Regions from separate parts of the Mus musculus genome. Here regions 1, 3, 4, 5, 6 and 7 are each linked to region 2. The links are chromatin contacts, called in public HiChIP or PLAC-seq and promoter capture Hi-C maps. All regions are on one chromosome and are shown on one strand. Each heading gives the region's core, a stretch centred on a gene start, on an enhancer-like site or on the middle of the called end of the contact. The rest is flanking DNA. Distances are from core to core; before and after follow the strand shown. Region 1 holds the start of Rasa4 (RAS p21 protein activator 4). Region 2 holds the start of Ap1s1 (adaptor protein complex AP-1, sigma 1). Region 3 holds the start of Lrwd1 (leucine-rich repeats and WD repeat domain containing 1). Region 4 holds the start of Prkrip1 (Prkr interacting protein 1 (IL11 inducible)). Region 5 holds the start of Polr2j (polymerase (RNA) II (DNA directed) polypeptide J). Region 6 holds the start of Orai2 (ORAI calcium release-activated calcium modulator 2). Region 7 has its middle 10 kb from the start of Ppp1r35.

Region 1 (2,700 bases), core at 161-2,660, 960 kb before region 2:
AGTAGGTGGCTCCAATTTCAGGGGGAATCTGATACCCTCTTCTGGCCTCCAGAGGTACTGCATATGTGCACATAGCATAATAAAATCTGGTGGAGTGGTGCTGATGACGCACCCCTTAATTCCCAGCACTTGGAGAGGCAGAGGCGAGGGGAATCTCTGTGAGTTTGAAGTCAGCCTGGTTTATAGAGTTCCAGGACAGTCAGGGTTACTCAAAGAAACCCTGTGTCAAAAAAAAAAAAAAATCTGTATGTATGTCTGTATCCCCAATGGAATCTTATTTTGGGGTAAAGAAGAATAAAATGATGTCACTCGTAGCAGAATTTTTGACCAGGACACTCAAGGACCTAGGTTTGGTCACCAGTATGGGCAGCGATGGCGGGCTGGAATGCAGATCTAGGGCTAGGTAAGTATGGTTCACTTGCTAAACTGCTTTGCAAGCAGAAGAATCACTCGTTCCCAGGACTAATGGATAGCTGGGCATGGTGTTGAACTCTTGTAAAGAACTCCAGAAGTGGGCAAGATGGAGAAAGGTGGATCCTGGAGTCTCACTGGCCAGCCAGTCTAGACTACTGGGGAGGTTTCAAGCCAATGAGAGACCTTGTGTCTTACAAGGTGGGGCAGAGGAGATGGGTCAGTAGAAAGACTCCTGCCCAAGTCTGATAATCTGAATTTGATCCCTGGGACCCATTTGGTGAAAGTAAAGAAAAGATTCTTGCGGGTGTCCTCTGATTTCCACTTGGGACCACAACATGTAAGCCACACCCTAATCAATCAGCCAATAAAAAACAAAAATTTTAAAAAGGTAGCCAGAGCCTGGAGGTGGTGGTGCAGGCTTTTAATCCCAACACTTGGGAGGCAGAGACAAGTGAATCTTTGTATTCGAGCCCAGCCTGGTCTGTAGAGAGAGTTCTAGGACAGCTAGGGCTACACAGAAAAACCCTGTCTCAAAAATAAATAAATAAACAAATAAATAAATGGTGGACGGATCTTGAAGAATGAAATCGGAGGGTGATCTCTGGCCTCTACCTGCACACCTGAACACACACGAAACCACAATACAAACACGCCCCAAACAATCCTGTTTTCCAGATTTGATGTCCTCAAACTTTCCCAACTGCCTGAGTCTTCACATCTTTCCAGGTCTGTCACAGACAAGTTACTCCCAGCGTGCGGCCATTAATGGATTTGCAGCTATGCTGCACACCCAGGTCCCTCCGTGAGCCTGGGCTCTCTCTCTGAGAATCGAGAGCACCAGGAGGGATCCTGGTGGTGGAAGAATCTCCGGGTGCCAGCAGCTACACTTCGGGGCAGGCCCCGCCCGCCCTCCCTTCCAGGTGGCCAATGAGGGACGCAAGCCGCATAGGCCGCGCCCATTCTGGGCATCCAGGACGCTGATTGGTCCTTCCATGCAGTGTCTCCCCGCCCCCGCAGGAGGGGCGGGGAGGGGTGAATGGAGTAGCGGAGATCCCTCAGCCCCAGCGCTCCCCTCTCTGGCCTCCGCACCCGCCTGCCTGCAGCGCCACTCGCACTGTTCCCCCTCCTTACCCCGAGAGGGGACCCATGAGTCCGAACCCCTCCCCGCCAGGCCTCCACGTCGCCGACCCGCAATGGCCAAGCGCAGTTCGCTGTCCATCCGAATCGTAGAAGGGAAAAATCTGCCCGCCAAGGACATGTGAGTAGTGGGTACGGGTGGTGGCCACCCCAACTTTGATGGGATCCCCTTTTATATACTTGACCTTTGCGGGGGGTCCTTAGGGCTTCCCCACAAGGAGAGCAGCGGAGAGGATGTGGCGTGTACAGCCACGGAGGGGGACTGGCTACGAAAATGGGGACAGCGAGATTTGCTGTGAATACCTGACAGAGTGGAGGGGCAAGCTAGAGGCGGAGGGCTAGAGACAAGGGAGGGGCTTCTCCACCTGGGAACAGCAGGAAGCCAGGGCTCATAGGGGGGCAGGAGTTTTAAAAGACTGAAACTGGCACTGGGATGGCATCGCAAGAACTGCCCAGGGTGTGGCTGAAAGGGGCGGAGTGTCCCCCCCTCTCTCTGTAGTTTGGGAGTCCATAACAACCCCAAGAGTTGTCCGCCGGACTTGTTCGCTATTCGCTATTCATTTGGGCAAGGCATGCAGGTGTGAAAAGTGGGGGTGGGGGTGTAGGTCAAGGGGACAGGAGGGATGCATAGAGGCAGGATTTAGAGTCTCCCTTGACTTTGCCGGGCCTCTCCCTTTAATCGCTCCCTGCAAGGCATTTCTCCTCGGACCACTTTACAGATTAGAAAACCGATGCCGACAGACAGGAAATGTTAGCTGGTGGTGTCAAAGCAAGGTCGTGAATCTAGGGCTCCTAAAATGCATTACCGTCCTTCATAAAGCTTCCTCTAATCCATCGCCAGATTTGGGGAGCTTTCGGACACCCCTTTGTCACACTGTTTTTAGTGAGTTCCCGAGGTCAACTGCGTGACTCCTAGAACGTGTCTCGTGGCTTTCTTATGTCCTCATTTGCAAAGATTCAGTTTCCCTTTCTGGACCCAAGTGCTTGAAATCCTAGTGTCGGGGAGAAGCCACGATCATAAAACCGAAGAAAGGGCGGGGCAGAGGCCTAGGGTTCAAAGTGCGCTCCGGGTCCCGGTGGGTTTCCTGGCTACAGAGAACTGAGAATTGGGGAGGTGTGTGTGTGTGTGTGTGTGTGTGTGTGTGTGTG
Region 2 (2,812 bases), core at 219-2,718:
CTGCCTCTGCCTCCCTAGTCCTGGGATTAAAGGTGTGTGCCACCACGCTCGGCTTCCAGTTTCTTTAAAGCGTTCTTTTATATTCTTTTACACGTATGTGTGGGGCACCCACGTGCCATCACTTACATGCAGAGGTCAGAGGAGGAGTCAGTCCCCTCCTTCCACCACATGGCTCCTGGGAATGACCTCAGGTTATCAGCCACCCGGACAAGCTGAGCCGTCTCTCTGGCCCTCTTTTCTGTCTTTCTTTTGTGAGACAATGTTTCATGTAGCACAGGCTGATCTCAATTCCCTAAGTAGCGAAGGCTGCCCTTGGTTTTCTGATCTCCCTTTTTCTTACCTCTGAGTACCAGGTTACAGGTGTGCACTCTAAGGCCTGACCTTTCTTCTGAGACATCAGGTGACTGATCACTGGGTCCCTCAGACAGGGGCATAGTCACCCTGGAGGGCTCTCCTAGGGAATGTCTGTGGAATAACTAGCAAGCAGAGTCCTCACTGCTTCCCGCATGGCCCTAGTTTTATTACCAGTTGCAGAGGTTCCTCATTCCATATCCTGAACTCAATTCCCAGCAAACAGCTCTGAGAACATGGCCCGGGTTGGGATATCTGTGTGTGTCCCACACTTCCAGTTTAGCAGGTTAAGTTAAAAGAAAACAACACCCCAGAAGCTAGAAGTAAGTACTGTTGGTGGGGGGGATAGGGAAGGTGAAGAACTGAGGGAGTCCTGTGTAGTTAAGAAAAGGAGGTGACAGCTACAGCAGGAAGGCCTGGGTTCCGGAAAAGAAAATGCCCCGGAGAGGGTGGAGAGCTGGGATTGCCAAAGTAGGGAGTCTTCCAGAGCCTAGGTCCCCGACGGCAAACCCTAGAGCCCACCTGAGCCAGAACTCCGGGTGAGCTGTCAAGGAAGCGAGACAGGAGGTTCACTCCAGAGACCCGGAAACTGTTCCCTCCCACACCGAGCTCTCCATGGGCCATGCTCCAGTGTGGGCCTCAAGGGAAGGGGTTTCGGCGACCTGCAACCATCCCGAGTGACCCCGGCGCCCCAACCTCGTGCCTTCCCTGCGGCAGTGCCTGGGAGGGTCTTAAAGATTCCCAGAGTCCCGAGCGCTTCTCCAGGCTCGGGACAGTCCCGCCACCATTCAGCTCTAGTCCCCTCTCTCCTAACCAGCAAGACTCCTCCCAACCCCTGTCCCTAGTGCCATTTCCAGCTTCCGAGGTCAGCTCTCTCCAGCAGCTCCAGGAAGTGGATCCTTTGCGGACCACAGGGAAGACAGGGCGACTCCCACAAAGGGCAGCCCCCCTCCGGACCCCTGCAGGTACAGCCCACGCCCCTCGGGTCCCCGTCCCCTCCCTCTCCTCACAGCCTACCATCCTGCAGCCTCCAGCCCGGTGCGTCCCTCTCCGGCCACCGTAGAAGCCAGCTCCACTCCCAGTCGGATTCTTTTCTTTTCCCTCCCTCTCCGCTTGAAGCCCCGCCCCAAGGCCTCGCCGGCTCCAAGCACGGACGCATTGCGCAGGCGCCAACGCTGCAGCGACCCACCCCCATCTCATCCGGCGCGCAGGCGGGGCTGGAGGCGGAGAAGCGGAAACCATGGCAACCAGGTCCTTGACTTCAGTTTTGCAAAAGCCTGGTCGTCATGGTAACAGGGCTGTCTTGGTGGGTTGATTGGAGGATGGGAAGGGAGGGGGTAGAGGACAATGAGGACTTCGAGCTTTGGAGCATTTGTGGGGGAAAAAGGCGGGAAAAGGGTGAGAGGTGTATGCACGATCTTTGGAGCTGATGAAGAAGTTGGGAGGAATGATGTGGAAAACATCAGTCAGAGGGTGGTGATGGGCAGGATGAGGGAAATAGAGACCGGTAGGCTAGGAGAATAAAGAGTTCAAGGACAGCTCAGGGTTCCAGAGCAAGCAAGATCCTGTCCCCAAAGCAAACAAGGCAGGTGTGGTGGTGTATCCTGTGATCTCTACACTTGGAAGGCAGAGACAGGAGTTCAGCTGCAGCTACATGGCACGGTCTTGACCACCCAAGGCCACAGAGAGCCTGTCTCCAACAACAACAACAACAACAAAAGTGACACAAAACAGTGCAGATATGATGGTTCGGATTGTAAAGATGTTTCCCCAAACCCACAAGGTGGAAAGAAAGAACTGACTCCTGCAAATTGTCCTCTGACCTCTGTATAAGCAAGCACCCTAGCTTGTATACACCACACACACACACACACACACACACACATATATACACACACACACAGACAGACAGACATGGTCACAGGCAACACAAAATACACTTGTAAAATGTAATCTTAAAAAAAAACTAAACCAGGGATAAAAATCAGGGATAAAAAAATTGTTGAAAATGGGAATACTGTAACAGGAATATAAAGAATGGGAGGAAATTGTAAATTAAGGAGAAAGGGGAAGAAATGAAGAGAATCTTATAGTATTAAAGGGGTGTGGTGTAATCCCCATAGCCAGAAGGCTACAGCCAGCCTAGACTACACAGTGTGGCTCTGTCAAGCAAGCAAGAGTGGGATTCCAGAACTGGGTGTGGTGAGGCAAGTCACAATCCCAGCCCTGCAGAGGCTGAGGCAGGAAGAGCAAGAGGTCATGACCAGTTTTGGGGCTATGGAGGAATATGTGTGTGTGTGTGTGTGTGTGTGTGTGTGTGTGTGTGTGTGTGTGTGTGTGTACCAAACTGGATGTGCTGGTATACACCTATTATGTGATTATTTGGAAGGTACAAGCAGATGTACTAAGATCAAGAGTTCAAAATGACTCTTGACTACATAGCTAGTTCATTTTATGGACT
Region 3 (2,700 bases), core at 67-2,566, 910 kb before region 2:
GAGCTGAGGGAGCGGGCCAGACCCTCCCATTAATTACCCCATCTGTCCCAGAGGGATTTCCACCAACAAAGTTCTTGTGCAAGCATGAAGCTTGCTTTAGACTTGGCTAGCCTGAACTATGTAGACTAGGTTGGCCGCAAAACTCAAGAGATCCCATCCTACACAACTCATTGCGTAGTCCAGGAAAGCCTTGAACTTAACTCTCCTCCCCCTACCCACGTGCTGAGATGACAGGCATGTGCCACCCCTTGGGAGCTGTTCAGGTGTTGATAGGGATGGAACCCTAGGGATACTCAGGCTCTGTGCATGTCTAGTAAGCAATGTAGCAACTGAGCTATGCCAACTGTTCTAGCCTTCTCACTTCCTAACTTACCTTTCTATGTATTACAGAGTGTCTATGTATCTGTGTGTGGTGTGTGGATAGGAATGGGCACAATCAAAGCGTGATTAAGGGGGTCATGGTTTTAGGGAGCTGCTTTGCTCCACTGTCTGGGCCCAAGGGATTGAATTCAGGCTTGATGACAGACAGGCACCTTTATCTGCAGATCATTTCTGTGGCCCATCTTCCCTCCCTTAAAGAGTACTTTGTTGCCGGGCAGTGGTGGCACACGCACGCCTTTAATCCCAGCACTTGTGAGGCAGAGGCAGGTGGATTTCTGAGTTCGAAGCCAGCCTGGTCTACAGAGTGAGTTCCAGGACAGCCAGGGCTACACAGAGAAACCCTGTCTCAAAAACAAACAGGCAAGCAAACAAACAAAACAAAATGACTTTAGAGCCCAAGACTTCCAAGTTCCTTCTTGTTTTTACTAGTTCCTGCTAGCCCGTTCCGTGCTACACAGGATCCCTCAACATCCCTTAGTATCTCATCAGTCTTTCCACTCCGCGCAAGGCTAAGGGCGTTCGCTCCAAGTTTATCTGACGCCGGGCGTTGGCTGCCAATCTCCCACATCTCCGTTTGGCGCGAGATTCGACTGGGGCTCGAATCCCGGATAACAGAATAACCCGGGCAGGAGGAGGAGACGGAGGGGTCTGAGCCTTGCATTCCGCCCATCAAACCACCCTGGCGGGGAAGAACCCCACGCCCCGGATCCGCTTCAACCCCACATGCTCTTACTTCAAACTCTGAATCTTCCCCAGCTTATCCGTCTTGGGTCGCCCACGTTGCAGGAGCAGTTGCGGCGTGAGAGGAGCCATGGGTGGCCGAGGGCTCAACCGAACCCGCGCCTCCACGAAGTCCGGTCGCTAAGGCCCGCTGCCGGGGAGCCCAGGAGGTGGCGCACAACAAACCCTTTGCGAGTCCGTTGCGACCGGAAGGAAGTAGAACGCCAGCCTTACGCCCCACCTCCTGCTTCTGCGATGACTACAACTCCCAGCGGCCCCTGCGTCTCGCGCCTGCGCTCTTAACTGATCGGAGGACGCGATGGCGGCGGCGGCTGAAGTTTCTCTTTTGCAGGAGTGCGGCTGTAAGGGCATCCGGACCTGTCTTATCTGCGAGAGACAACGCCACAGGGACCCGCCCTGGCAGATCTGCCTTCAGGTACGGACTAGGAAAAGAGTCATAGCCAGAAAATCTATTCATCTTAATGGGAAACTAAGGCCCAGCTTGCCTGTAAAACAGCCAAGGACCAAAGCCTCGCGGTAGGTGAGTTGTTTGGAGCGCTTATATCTTCAATATTCACAAAACCCAAAAGGTGGACCAAGTGCCATCGGCTGATTAATGGAAGGGCGGGGAAATGCTGGTGCACGCCGAGATCTCTGCATTTGAAAGGCAGAGAGGCTGGAGAACGGACCTCAGCCGCCCAGCAGGTTTTAGGAGTTACCTTGGCAGTAGGGAAGCGGCTGTCACACATCATCTCTGTGACTTTGGGGGGTGAGGGGTGGGGGTGGGGGGCAGTGGTAAATAACTTGGACTGAACGGGTCTGGTTTTGAGTGAGCTTCCGGAGCACAAGGGAGACTGCATGGAAATGGTAGGGAGTGCTGAACACTAGGCCGCCTGTATTAGACAGGGAATGAGCGACTTAAGACAGCACAGGCAGCCGGGCAGTGGTGGCGCATGCCTTTAATCCCAGCACTCGGGAGACAAGAGGCAGGTGGAATTCCGAGTTCGAGGCCAGCCTGGTCTACAGAGTGAGTTCCAGGACAGCCAGGACTACACTACAGAGAAACCTGTCTCCAAAACAGGCTTTGATTTGGGGGAAATTTTTTTGGGAAAACAAACCTGTATGAATCAGCTTTACAGCCGGGCAGTGGTGGTGCATGCCATTAGACTTAGCACTTGGGATGCAGAGGCAGGCAGATCTCTGTGAGTCCCAGGCTAGCCTGATCTACATAGGGAGTTCCAGGAAAGCCCATCTTGAAAAACAAAAACAAATCTGTCTTACAAGATACTAATAGGATCAGGAGTCAGGTAGGCCAGGAAGAATGTTAAAATGTTTCCCTTCTAGCTCTCTGTTGACCAGGCTAACACCTTCCATCAAAATGGGCAATGGATGGATGAATGAATGAATGAATGAATGAAAAATAACTTCAGAGCATTTGTATGGCCCTGGCAGTGCTGTAGCAAGTTGCTGGGATGCATAGCCAGGGGAATGCTTGAGTAGAGGCCTGAGATAGGAGCTGTGGGTGGCTGAGGCGACAGACACTTAAAGAGATCAAAGGGGCCTGAGCCAAGTTTTTTGTTTTAGTTATTTTCTTTAGTT
Region 4 (2,700 bases), core at 94-2,593, 850 kb before region 2:
TTCAAATCCCAGCAACCACATGGTGGCTCACAACCATCCTTAACAAGATCTGACTCTCTCTTCTGGAGTGTCTGAAGACAGCGACAGTGTACTTACATATAATAAATAAATCTTTAAAAAAAAAACAAAACAAAAACTATAAACCCCTGACACCCATAAGAGACATTACCCATGACATCTCGGACAAATTCTGGAGGCGCTCGAGGAGCCCATTCATTCATTTTCTCTGGAATTGGAACTGCTTTGTCCTGGAACAGTTAAACAGAAAAGCATCTATGAACATACACTTGCTGAGGAAGGTACATCCCGTTTGACGATCTCAACTGAGCACGCTTCTCAAATCTGGAGCTGACTGAGTGTAGTTCTGCTGCCCTGGCCTTACTTCATCCACTACACCATGGGGTCTAACGTGGGCCAAAGTTCTCCTGCGCTAAACAAGTCTGGAATCTACGTCACTAAGAGACGAGCCAACCTCTTCTAGTCAAAGATATGAGCTGTCTGTTTTACGAGGCCCATTGAAGAGGTAAAGAGTGATGTGGTCCAAATTTGGCGTCCAATGCTTCTTTAATAATGGCTGCTATTTGGAGTTGTACACTTTTGCTAAGACATCGATTCTGGGTTTTGTTGGTTTCTGAGATAGGTCTCACTGTCTAGCTGATCTGAAACTCACTACGTAGACCACGCTCGCCTCGAATTTGTAGCAAACTTCTGGGGTCAGCCACCAGAGTGCTGGGATAGCAGGTGTGCACCACCATACCCAGCTCCCACCGCTTTGGTTCATATATTAAAATAGAAAGGGCTGTGAAGCAATACTGAATAGTAGCGCAGGGCTGTCATCCCAGCTCGTAGGGAAGATAAGGTAAGAGGAGCCGGGATGCGAGGAGCCCGGATGCGAGGTCTGCCTATCTTACAAAGCCGATTCGGTACGGAACGTGGACAGCACGAGCAACGCCATGATACCGCAAACAGCAAACTAAGAAAAAGGAGGGTGTGGAGGGCTGGGCAGCGCCTTCGTGCAGCTACGCTGTAGGACAAGAACAGGAGCGAGGCTCCCTCCACGGGGCCGCCCTCTCCGCCCCAGGGTTGCTCTAGGGGGACTGAATGTAGCCTTGCTCGGTCTGGCGGCGGGGTGAAGGGACTGCGCCTCGGCCCACTTCCACTCACCGGGTTCTTCATGAGCCGCTCCAGCTTGAGCTTCTGCTCCTCGGCCGCATTCTTGGGGATGACCAGCGTCTGCGGCTCTTTCTTGGGCCTGGGCGGTCTCACAGAAGCGGCAGCAGGACTCGCCATAGCCGCTCTCCTACTCCTTTACGAAAGCTGCCGGCGGCCGCTCGTATTGATGACGACAGAAGAGCGCGCCAACCGCGCACGCGCACTCTCAAACCCCCGGGGGGAGGGGCGCTCTCCTGAGGCGCATGCGCACTCTCTCCTCGGAGGTACGAGGCAGTCCTAAGCAGCTTGCTTGAATATTCATGAACGCGAGGTCAGTGTGGTTTATTTTGATCATAGCACTTTAATTTCATTTCCTGTTTCAAAACAAATCAGGGCTGCCTGATTCTCACATCCGGAGAGGAAGAGACGGCCTTTAGTGATGATGAGTGGGCTGGCCCCAGGCGACGTCTCAGGTCCCCAAGGACTTCGCACAGCTTGCTCTGGGACTCTTGGCACGTCCCTCCCAGTTTCGCTCGCTCCTGGGCTTTGTCTTTTTTTTCCGTTTCTTTTTTATCTATTCTACTTTCTCCCTACCCCACTCTCTCTTCCTCCTCCTCCTCTTCTCTCCCCTTCTCCGCCCTCTCCATATCGTCTCCTTCCCTCCCTCTTTTCCTTCCTTCCTTTCCTTTCCTTTTTTTTTTTTTTTTTTTTTTTTTTTTTGTTTTTTTGTTTGTTTGTCTTGTTTTTCAACACAGAGTTTCTCTGTATATCTCTGTCCTGGAACTTGGTTTGTAGACCAGGCTGTCTTCGAACTCTCGGAGATCCGCCAGCCTCTCACACCCCGATTCCTATAATAATCTTATAATCTCCTTTGTAACTGAACTCTTAAGACAGACCCGATCTCCTTGGCCACGCTGAAAGTACAGCGCCACCAGTCGAGCCTGAGTATGTGAGTCTGTTTTAGAATAAAGGAAGTTGCCATTCCAATCTACCTGACGAGGAATTAACTTCAAGTCTTTCACTTGAAGGTGAAAGTAATGGAGAATGATGGAACTGCGGCCTTCTGGTGGTGGAGTGTTTTGTTGACCATGCGTGAGGCACTGAAGTAGCTCCCTATAGTAAAAGATGTTAAGAGCCAGCAGTGGTGGTGCAGGCCTGTAATCTCAGCACCCAGGGAGTTACAGGCAGATGGATCCCTGAGTTCAAGGCCATCCTGGTCTGTAGAGAGAGAGTTCCAGGACAGCCAGAACTACACAGAGAAAGCCAGTCTCAAAAAACAAACAACAAAAAAACAAGCAACAACAAAACAAGCAACAACAAAAACCCAAGATGGTAACAGTAACATCTTGTAGGCAAGGAAACTGAAACAAGTCCTTTATTAGAAGAAGCTTATTAGAATGAAAGGGCCTCAAAGCTGACTGTTGCTGGAGATGGAGGGAGAACAATAGACAGTACAGTATATGGATCTCTGAACGTGGTGGGGCCTTAAAGGGAGCAAGAGGCTTCCCTTTGGAACCTGGAGAGGAGCTTCATTAAAACTGGAAGGAA
Region 5 (2,700 bases), core at 29-2,528, 930 kb before region 2:
ACAACCAGAAGCAGCCAGGCGTGGTGGTCCATGCCTTTAATCCCAGCACTCGGGAGGCAGAGGCAGTCGGATTTCTGAGTTTGAGGCCAGCCTGGTCTACAAAGTGAGCTCCAGGACAGCCAGGGCTACACAGAGAAACCCTGTCTCGAACCCCCCCCCCAAAAAAAAAAAACAAAAAAACAACCAACCAGAAGCATCTTAAGGAAGGGTATACAATGCAGATGTCATAGCAACAGGATTCCCAGGCAGCCAAGCACACTGCATCTGCGCCAGGAAGCTGTAGTCTGACTCCTGAGCCTCTAGGATGATGCCATACACGTCTGTCTTCCTCAGTCAAATCTGTCTAGAATCCCAAAGACAACCAAACGTTCTTTATTATGGTTATGATTATTATTCTCTATTGTGAGTGCACACATGTGTAAATGCATACCGTGAAGGGAGGTCGGAGAAGTCTGTTCTCTACCACCACGTGGGTTCTGGGGACTGAATTTAGGTAATCAGATTTGGTCACACTCCCCCTTGCCCACTGGGCTGTCTTGCTGGCCCCTCCTAGGGGTTTGTTTCTAGGATGATTCTAAATTTCATCCGGTTGACAAGATGAGCCATCAGGGAGGCTGGAGAAATGGCTCAGCAGTTAAGGGTCTTACTGCTCCTGCAGGGGACTGGAGTTCGGTTCCCAGCACCCACTGGGGCAGGGGGGGCTCACAACCACCTGTAACTCCAGCTCCAGGTGACCCAACCCTCTTCTGGTCTCCAAAGGCACCTGCATATACGTGCCCATACAAGATATGCAAATAAAAATCTTTAAAAATAGGAAAAATAAAAGATTGCTACAGAGACCGCTGAAAAATGGCGAGGTGCAAAGCTTTCATCGTGTTTTTAGTTACCTGTGTGCTCAAGAGAAGATGCGCTGGTACCCCAAGCTCCTCCCCAACCTTTACATCCCTTCTTGCTCCACTGGTCCTCATCTAGAAGGCCTCATAAGTCCGCCAGTGTCGGCCCACCCGGGGGTCCTGCAGCAGCAGCCCACTTAGACTCTTAGTCCCATTCAGTCGGTACCGGGGAGCCAGCTACAGGTGGCTCAACTCCGGGCGCGGGAGCACGCGCCAAAACACTCAGCATGGACGCCTCGAACAAGGGTTCTAAACTGACGCATGCGCACGGCTCGCCCTCAGCCTTGCCTGCGCCTGCATTAGGTCATCCGAGCCGCTAGGGGGCGGGGGCCAGGTGCTTACACTGATTGGCTGCGGCTGAGAAATCCGGAAGTGGTCGCGCTTCGGGGCTCTGTTGGCGGAAGGAGACTGTGGGTTGGTGTCGGGGAGCGAGAGCGCGGCGCTAGGATGAACGCTCCTCCGGCCTTCGAGTCGTTCTTGCTCTTCGAGGGCGAGAAGAAGTAAGTGGAGGCCGGCGGAGGCGGGGACGGTTGCATAGGAGCCTGCCGGCCGTCAGCTCCGCTGGAGCGCCGCACTGCTCCTGTCTGGGGAAACCGAGGCGGGAGGCGGGCTTTGCTTTGAGTCTTCCGTGCTGCTCAATGCGAGTCTGCCCAGCTTCAGGCAGCGGCGCGAAGCACTGGCGCGTGCATGCATTTTGCAGTGGGAAATCGGAGGCTCTGGGACATGGAGTGTCTTGCTCCAGACACTTGGTTCATGATGACAGCTGTGAAGGGACAGAGACACAGCTCTCTTACACTCCTCAGCAACCTGAGGGTTTCTCCTAGATTTTCAGGGATCCCGACTTAGGCCAAACCCGGGTTCGTGGCTCCACGCTAAAAAGAATTTCAGGACTCTTCGGTTTAGTGAAGCAGGATTGGTGGGTTTTTAATTAAAGATACTTTAATATGGGCTTAAGCAGGAGGGTTCAGAGGAAGAGAGCGCTAAGAAAGTAAGACAGACGCAAGTTGGGTCTGTGTGCATTCAGAGAGCAGGGGGAAGTACTTTGCACTCGAGTGGCTACAGGTTTAGAGATTAAGCATCTAATTGTCTTTTGGAGGTAGGGTTTCTCTGTGTATCCTCCTTGACTGTCTTGGAACGAGCTTTGCAGACCAGACTAGCCTCAAACTCAGCGATCCACCTGCTTCTACCTGGGATTAACGGCCTGAGCCACCGGCTCTGGCTTTATGTAATTGTCTTAATGGTAGCCAAATACACTCTTTTGATGACTCAAAGTTTGCTACGAACCCTTCTCTCTTGTGTAACCCTTCTCTCGTGTGTGTGCCCCTTCTTGGAAGTCAGCTTAGTCTCTATCTCAGTGGGAAAAAGGTATGGAGGTGTGCTAGGAATCGTTTGTGAACCCCAAAAGATCATTAAGGAGCCGTTTCCATTAGGGTCTCTTTATCACAAGCTCGGGCTTGGGCTCTCCTCCAACCCAACCCTGACACAACAGGACAGGAAGAGAAGGCAGAGCAGCCTTGAACCCAGGACAAGGTTTTCTAGGGAGTGGGAGTGACGGGGTATGGAGCTTGGCAGGTATCTAACTGAATGTCTGTTGTAAGCTGACAGGTGGTGCTGTGAAGGGAGATGAACAATCACAAACTATCTGAAAGTAGATCTGAAGCAACCAGACTAATCTTTGATTAACTGTTGCTAGGGAGTAACTCTGGGGTATGGGCCAAGGGACAAGCCGTGAGGTCCTTCCTGGTACTTGGTTGCATCTTGGGTTCTGCTGTAGGTCAAGTTCTCAGGCTTTTTTTGCGGGGGGGGG
Region 6 (2,700 bases), core at 30-2,529, 880 kb before region 2:
TGCCTCTGCCTCCCAAGTGCTGGGATTAAAGGTGTGCGCCACCACGCCCGGCCCTTCCTTCTATTTTAGATAGGGCCTTATGTAGGCCAGGTCAGCCTCCAACCAAAAATATAACCAAGCATAGCTTTGAACTCTGGATGCTGCAAGGGCTGAGATCACACACCTGCTTTGCATGGTGCTGGGGTTAGAACCCAGGGTTCCTGCACGCTAGGCAGATTTTCTAGGGGTTCCATCCACAGCTCCCGCTGATCCCCTTTCTATTTTTGGGTTTGTTTTGAGACAGGGTCTTGCTGTGTAGCCCAGGGTGGCTTGGAACTTGGGACTGTCTCACCTAATCTCCTGCGTGCCAGGATGGCAGGCATCACCAGCTTCTGTCACAAGTCCATTCCTTATACTCAGAGGGCCTATCTTGGTCCAACCCTTGCCCCATGGGGAGAAGCAGAGTCTGGCCTACAAATTCCAAGCTCAGGCCAGAGGGGGCGGTGAGACAAGATGGAGCCCATAAGTCTGTCAGATAGCACCCACCAACTCTAAGATTGCTAGGCAGACTGAACCTTTTTTTTAAAAAAAAAATTATTATTATTATTAAAATGAGGAGCAGCAGAAAGATTAGGTCTGACAAAAAAAATTAAAAAAAAAAAAAAAAAGCCAACCCACGGCAAGGCTGTTAGACGAGCATTTCTCTTGCCAGGTTTGTTTGAAACTGTCTCAGGCAGCAGGTTATGGAGTCTGCCTGTTTTAACTTCCTCTAAACATCTGGGGCACGGGAACTGTGTCTTGTCACCCACGCGCCTGAGAGGTGGCAGTGGCCTGCCAAAAGCAGCCACCTGCATCCCTGTCCTATACTCTAGGGAAGTCCCTGCGACTGCAGGACCCGAGAATCAGCTGGCAGCCCCGCGCGATCCAAGTCTTCTGACACTGCACTCTACCAAGGAAGTCAAGGGATTGGGGTCACCAGGCCATCCCTCTGCCTCTCATCAGCCTGTCCCTTCCTCTCCACGCCATGCCTGCCCAGGGAGAAGCTCCATCTCCTCCTGTCCAGTGTCCCTGATCCAATTTCCCCGCGCCCCTTAGCTAGGAGGGGACCCTCTCCTGTTCCCCTTCAGACACCCCCCCCCCCCAGACAAGGATGGACGGGCCCACCCGCGGCCGAGCACTCACCCTGACTGTCCAGCCCTCAGCGCGCTTGGCTCCAGCTCACGGCTCCGGCTCGTGGCTAGCGTCTGTGTCGCGGCCGGGTGGCCCGGCGGCCGGGCCAGGGCGGAGGACCGGCCCCCTCCCTCTTTCCGCCCGCAGCCGCTGCCTAGGCAACACTGCGCCGCCGTCACGTGACCCATCCGTGGGGCCCTGCCGCGGACCACGTGACCTGAATAGCTGGTTGGGGACCGACCCCTCCTACAAGATCTAGGGGTCTTCACTTCACAAAGTGCTATCATCCTCGTGGGACCCAGGTGGGTGGGTCCAGGCGTGGGAGAGCGCTGCTCCTAGCGAGTGACACTAGGGGATACCCAGCATCTGTCGTGGGCAGCATAGAGAGGTGGGGACAGGGTGTGAGTGTTGCAGAGTGGGTAGAGGCGTGCAAGAAAGGCTCAGCCTGGCTATATCCTGGTTTTCTCAGCTTGTGCAGTGACACCATTCTACTGTGGTCACGCAGGTAGGTGGCTCTTGGTTCCAGCAAGGCTGTGAGAACCAAACAATGCAAGGGACATGTTCTCATTGCTGAGCTCTGGGCACCTCATGGATGGCAGAGAAGGGTCGTTTGGACGCTGCGGCGAGGCATGCCCTGGCGAACACTGAGGTTTTACAACTGAGAAACTCAAACAGGAACGGCTCTGCAGGAAGTATACACTAAGTATACGCTCAGCGCCCCAGTGGGTGCCTCGTGGCCCCTCAGAGTGCTCCCTATTTGCCCGGTACGCTTCTGCTTGCACGCTCTATATAGGATTTTTCCATCTGTCGCAAAAGCATCAGACTGTGACACATTAACCCAAAGGAAGGAAAAATTCCACTCGTATCCAAATTTCCTGACAACTGGGAGTGTATAGATGTGACTGTTAGCAGTTTCCGCTTGGGTTGCCAAGTCAATTCACTTAGGATAGGTGAAAGCAACTCCTCCCTCCTGGCGCTGACCCCTCCTGACAGCGTGGGCCATCATAAGGCTCCACGTGTGCCTACATAAGAGGGTCTGAACCTGCGGGAGCCACGCACTCTCAAGGCAACTGCCTGGCGCCTGCAGAGCTGAAGTTTGAGTAAACGAAAACAGGAAGGAGACACTTGGTAAACTCCAGCCATTGCATCATGGATGACACTCTTTCAACAAGGGGTTTTTGCTTCTTGCGGTTATTAGGAAGCTTAGCTTTGGAGTAGGACTTTCCAGCGCCAGGCACTGAGGTTCCTCCACCGCCAGCACAATTATCTGGCATGCCTGGGCAAAAATGAAATGCCAACTGTAATTACCAGTCTGCCTAGGAGCCGCTTTGCTAACCAAACACAGGCAACAGCCCTTACTGTTGTTTGACTCACTTCCTCCTTAGAAGGGAGGAAGCCATGGTATCTGTCCTGTTGGAAGGAGGGTCGGAGGTTGGAGGATCCACAACCCCTGCCCCCTCTTAGGATCCCAGGGAGCTGACTAGGGGTTACCCAGAAGGTTCAGGTCCAGAGCAGTCTCTCCTGAGGGCACTGCATTGCTGTCTGGGCTGT
Region 7 (2,700 bases), core at 154-2,653, 720 kb after region 2:
TTTGCCCCTGTGTCTCACAAATTATTCTTACTGAAAGAAAATAAGTTGCTTGGCTGTGGTGGCTCATGTCTTTAATCCTACCACTTGAGAGATAAGAGGTAGGTGGAAATCTCTGTGACTTCAAGGTCAGTCTGGTCTACAGAGTGAGTTCCAGGACAGCCAGGGCTACACAGTGAAGTCCTACCTTGAAAAACCAACACCCCCCCCCCAAACAAACAAACAAACAAGCAAAAATTGAAAAGAAAAGAAAACAGGACAAGGTGACATACGTCTGTAATTCTGGAAGTGGAGGCAGGAGGAGTCTTCAAGTTTGGGGCTAGCCCGAGTTTTTGATAGTGAATTTCAGGCCAGCCTGGATTAACAGCGTGAGACTTTGTCTTAAAAGCAAACAAAACAGAAAGGAGAACAAATGGGTGAAGTAAGACAGGGAAGCGGAAAACGAAGGAGAGGAGCGAGAGGAAGAAATAAAGAAAATGCCTAAAATCTCAGCACTCAGAGGCTGAGGCAGGACTATGAATTTAAAGCCATGAAACATGGAACCTTAGGGCAAACATAAGGGCAGGAAGAGTCAACACTTAATGCAAGCTGAAAGGACTTCCTGGAGGAAGTGATGCCTATGCTAATCTGATGGAGGAGGTAAAAGGCGTCCAACCCTTTGCTGTTTATTTGCTGGTCCACCTATCCTCCTGTGACACCCCCTTATTTCTTTCTTTTACAGTCTTCTATGAGTGCTGGCTCAGTTTCCTCCCACACGAGGACCAGGTCGGCATTGGGGACGTCAGAGGCTGAGATGCTGCGGGAAGTGTACCTGGTGCTCTGGGTCATCCGCAAACAACTAAGAGAGCTGGCCCGCAGGCAGGAGAGGCGAAGACGGCGCCGTATGTGGTCTCATCCCTCCCATACTTCCCGTCACTCTGAACCAGTGCAGGGCCTCAAACATGATGCCCGAAGTCCTCTTTAGGCAGGGGAGCCCCAGATCCTTTGAAAGCCCCCACCTCACTCTTACGGAAGATTGACAGGAAGGGTTCAATGGCCATCAGGCCAGAGCTACTGGTGAGGAGACATTCGACCATACTGCCACATCTCACTGGAGCCCCAAGACCAGGCCTGGGGTCGAACACACTCCCCTTCTCTGTGTTTATTCAATTTGTAAAAAAAAAAAAAAAAAAAAAAATTAATATTGAGAAATAAATACCGGATATTTCTGAGTAGATGTAGTCTGTGGTCATGAATGAGAGGCAGTGAGGAGACTTGGTGGGGTTGTGGTATATGTGAAGAAGCACCCACTAAATGTGTGTGTGTCTGGGGGGGGTTGCAATTATGCATGAAAGTAACCCCTAGGTATCTTTTTTATATGTCAGAAGTGGACCAGTCCTACCCTTACATCTCTACACCCTCCTAGGAGATGAATTGCCTTTGACTGCTCTGCCTAGCCAGTAACCATAGCAACAGCATCATGCCCACTGGGCAGCAGCCCTGACTTTTGTTTTGTTTTTTTGGTTTTTGTTTTGTTTTGTTTTTCGAGACAGGGTTTCTCTGTATAGCCCTGGCTGTCCTGGAACTCACTCTGTAGACCAGGCTGGCCTGCAACTCAGAAATCTGCCTCTGACTCCCAAGTGCTGGGATTAAAGGCGTGTGCCACCACGCCGGCTGCAGCCCTGATTTTTATCCCAGCAATTCTATGAGATAGGGTGGTCTAGGGACCATCCAAGGCCCTCCAGTTAAGGATGTCTGTGTGTGTGTGTGTGAGTGTGCGTGCGCATGGGCGAGTGAGTGTCGGATCCCATGGAGCTGGAGTTACAGGCAGATGCAAGCCATCCAGAATGGGTGCTAGGAATCGAATTAGCCCTCTGTAAGAGCATCAAGGGCTTTAGCTGTCGAGCAGTCTCCAGTCCTCCCTTTTGTTTTTGAGACAAAGTCTCAGGTGCTGCCATCTGGCCTCCAACTCTTTATGTTAGGATGGTAGACAGACATTTTACCAACGAAGCCACATCCCTAGGTGCCAGCTTTTTAGTTGGTTCTGTTACATTTTTAATCATGTATTTTGTTTGCACTGTATGTATGTGTGTGAATGGGTGGGTACCATAGTGTTCATGTGACTAGACAACAACTTGGCAGGAATGAGTTCTGTCTATCAAGTTTACCACAGGGATTGAATTCAGGTTATCAGGTTTAGTAGCAGCGCCCCTCCCCCCCCCTGCCTTTTTTTTTTCAAGACAGGGTTTCTCTGTGTAGTCCTGGCTGTCCTGGAACTCACTCTGTAGACCAGGCTGGCCTTGAACTCAGAAATCCACCTGCCTCTGCCTCCCAAGTGCTGGGATTAAAGGCATGTGCCACCATCCAGCTTGGGACAGGCCCTTTTACCTAGTAGGACAGAATGCAGACCAGGTGGGACTCACTATGCAGATTGAAGATGATCTTGGACAACTGGTCCTTCTGCCTCAGTCTCTTATATGTTGTGATGGCAACAGTGTAATATGGGGCTTGGAAGTTGTAATTCTGAGGATACCCATTTGGGGCTGCAGAGATTCATCTGTGGGGAAAGAAATTTGGTTCTACTGCCTGTACCCTACTGAGACCTTAGGCAATGATGCTTCCCAGAGTTGTCTGGAAGCTACATAGACTCTGAGCAAGGGTAGGGAAGACTGAGGTGTGTGTGTGTGTGTGTGTGGGTGTGTGTGTGTGTGGGGGGGTGTGTGT

Evidence for each region. Promoter capture Hi-C pulls out the DNA fragments that hold promoters and counts their contacts. HiChIP or PLAC-seq counts read pairs in DNA pulled down with a chosen protein or histone mark.
Region 1: a promoter capture Hi-C map of liver shows a contact between it and region 2, with 2.7 times the contacts expected there. The contact joins the promoter of Rasa4 here to the promoter of Ap1s1 in region 2. A contact is called at or near these places in 2 of 39 promoter capture datasets (liver and pre-B cells) and 2 of 115 datasets of contacts at active chromatin or transcription factors (bone marrow-derived macrophages and pancreatic cancer cells).
Region 3: a promoter capture Hi-C map of liver shows a contact between it and region 2, with 3 times the contacts expected there. The contact joins the promoter of Lrwd1 here to the promoter of Ap1s1 in region 2. A contact is called at or near these places in 2 of 39 promoter capture datasets (liver and pre-B cells) and 1 of 115 datasets of contacts at active chromatin or transcription factors (large pre-B cells).
Region 4: a contact with region 2 is called in an H3K27ac HiChIP or PLAC-seq map of large pre-B cells, with 5 times the contacts expected there. The contact joins the promoter of Prkrip1 here to the promoter of Ap1s1 in region 2. A contact is called at or near these places in 1 of 39 promoter capture datasets (pre-B cells), 1 of 484 Hi-C or Micro-C datasets (B cells) and 1 of 115 datasets of contacts at active chromatin or transcription factors (large pre-B cells).
Region 5: an HNF4G HiChIP or PLAC-seq map of pancreatic cancer cells shows a contact between it and region 2. The contact joins the promoter of Polr2j here to the promoter of Ap1s1 in region 2. A contact is called at or near these places in 1 of 39 promoter capture datasets (pre-B cells) and 2 of 115 datasets of contacts at active chromatin or transcription factors (large pre-B cells and pancreatic cancer cells).
Region 6: a contact with region 2 is called in a FOXA1 HiChIP or PLAC-seq map of pancreatic cancer cells. The contact joins the promoter of Orai2 here to the promoter of Ap1s1 in region 2. A contact is called at or near these places in 3 of 39 promoter capture datasets (hematopoietic stem and progenitor cells, hippocampal neurons and liver) and 2 of 115 datasets of contacts at active chromatin or transcription factors (large pre-B cells and pancreatic cancer cells).
Region 7: a contact with region 2 is called in a promoter capture Hi-C map of neural stem cells. The contact joins the enhancer-like site here to the promoter of Ap1s1 in region 2. A contact is called at or near these places in 1 of 39 promoter capture datasets (neural stem cells), 1 of 484 Hi-C or Micro-C datasets (embryonic stem cells) and 3 of 115 datasets of contacts at active chromatin or transcription factors (bone marrow-derived macrophages, fetal liver and pancreatic cancer cells).

Annotation. Positions count from the first base shown.
Region 1 is chr5:136,082,506-136,085,205 of GRCm38.p6, forward strand. Rasa4 (RAS p21 protein activator 4) reads left to right here and starts at 1,411. Exons shown (of 21, transcript NM_133914.3): 1 at 1,411-1,672. The coding sequence starts at 1,608.
Region 2 is chr5:137,044,640-137,047,451 of GRCm38.p6, forward strand. It overlaps Ap1s1 (adaptor protein complex AP-1, sigma 1), which reads right to left and starts at 1,469. Exons shown (of 5, transcript NM_007457.3): 1 at 1,369-1,469. The coding sequence starts at 1,371.
Region 3 is chr5:136,134,758-136,137,457 of GRCm38.p6, forward strand. It overlaps Lrwd1 (leucine-rich repeats and WD repeat domain containing 1), which reads right to left and starts at 1,317. Exons shown (of 15, transcript NM_027891.4): 1 at 1,115-1,317. The coding sequence starts at 1,194. Alkbh4 (alkB homolog 4, lysine demethylase) reads left to right here and starts at 1,388. Exons shown (of 3, transcript NM_001347492.1): 1 at 1,388-1,537. The coding sequence starts at 1,421.
Region 4 is chr5:136,197,611-136,200,310 of GRCm38.p6, forward strand. It overlaps Prkrip1 (Prkr interacting protein 1 (IL11 inducible)), which reads right to left and starts at 1,344. Exons shown (of 6, transcript NM_025774.3): 1 at 1,165-1,344; 2 at 170-248. The coding sequence starts at 1,290.
Region 5 is chr5:136,115,413-136,118,112 of GRCm38.p6, forward strand. Polr2j (polymerase (RNA) II (DNA directed) polypeptide J) reads left to right here and starts at 1,279. Exons shown (of 4, transcript NM_011293.2): 1 at 1,279-1,393. The coding sequence starts at 1,341.
Region 6 is chr5:136,169,377-136,172,076 of GRCm38.p6, forward strand. Orai2 (ORAI calcium release-activated calcium modulator 2) reads right to left here and starts at 1,280. Exons shown (of 3, transcript NM_178751.3): 1 at 1,162-1,280.
Region 7 is chr5:137,767,243-137,769,942 of GRCm38.p6, forward strand. It overlaps a transcript of Tsc22d4 not described here. Among named protein-coding and RNA genes, the nearest start is that of Ppp1r35, 10 kb to the right of the region's middle. Within about 2 kb of position 1,404, at least 5 of the 459 cell types and tissues checked have an H3K27ac peak or open chromatin away from gene starts, as enhancers often do. A contact at or near this core is called in neural stem cells, where this site is marked.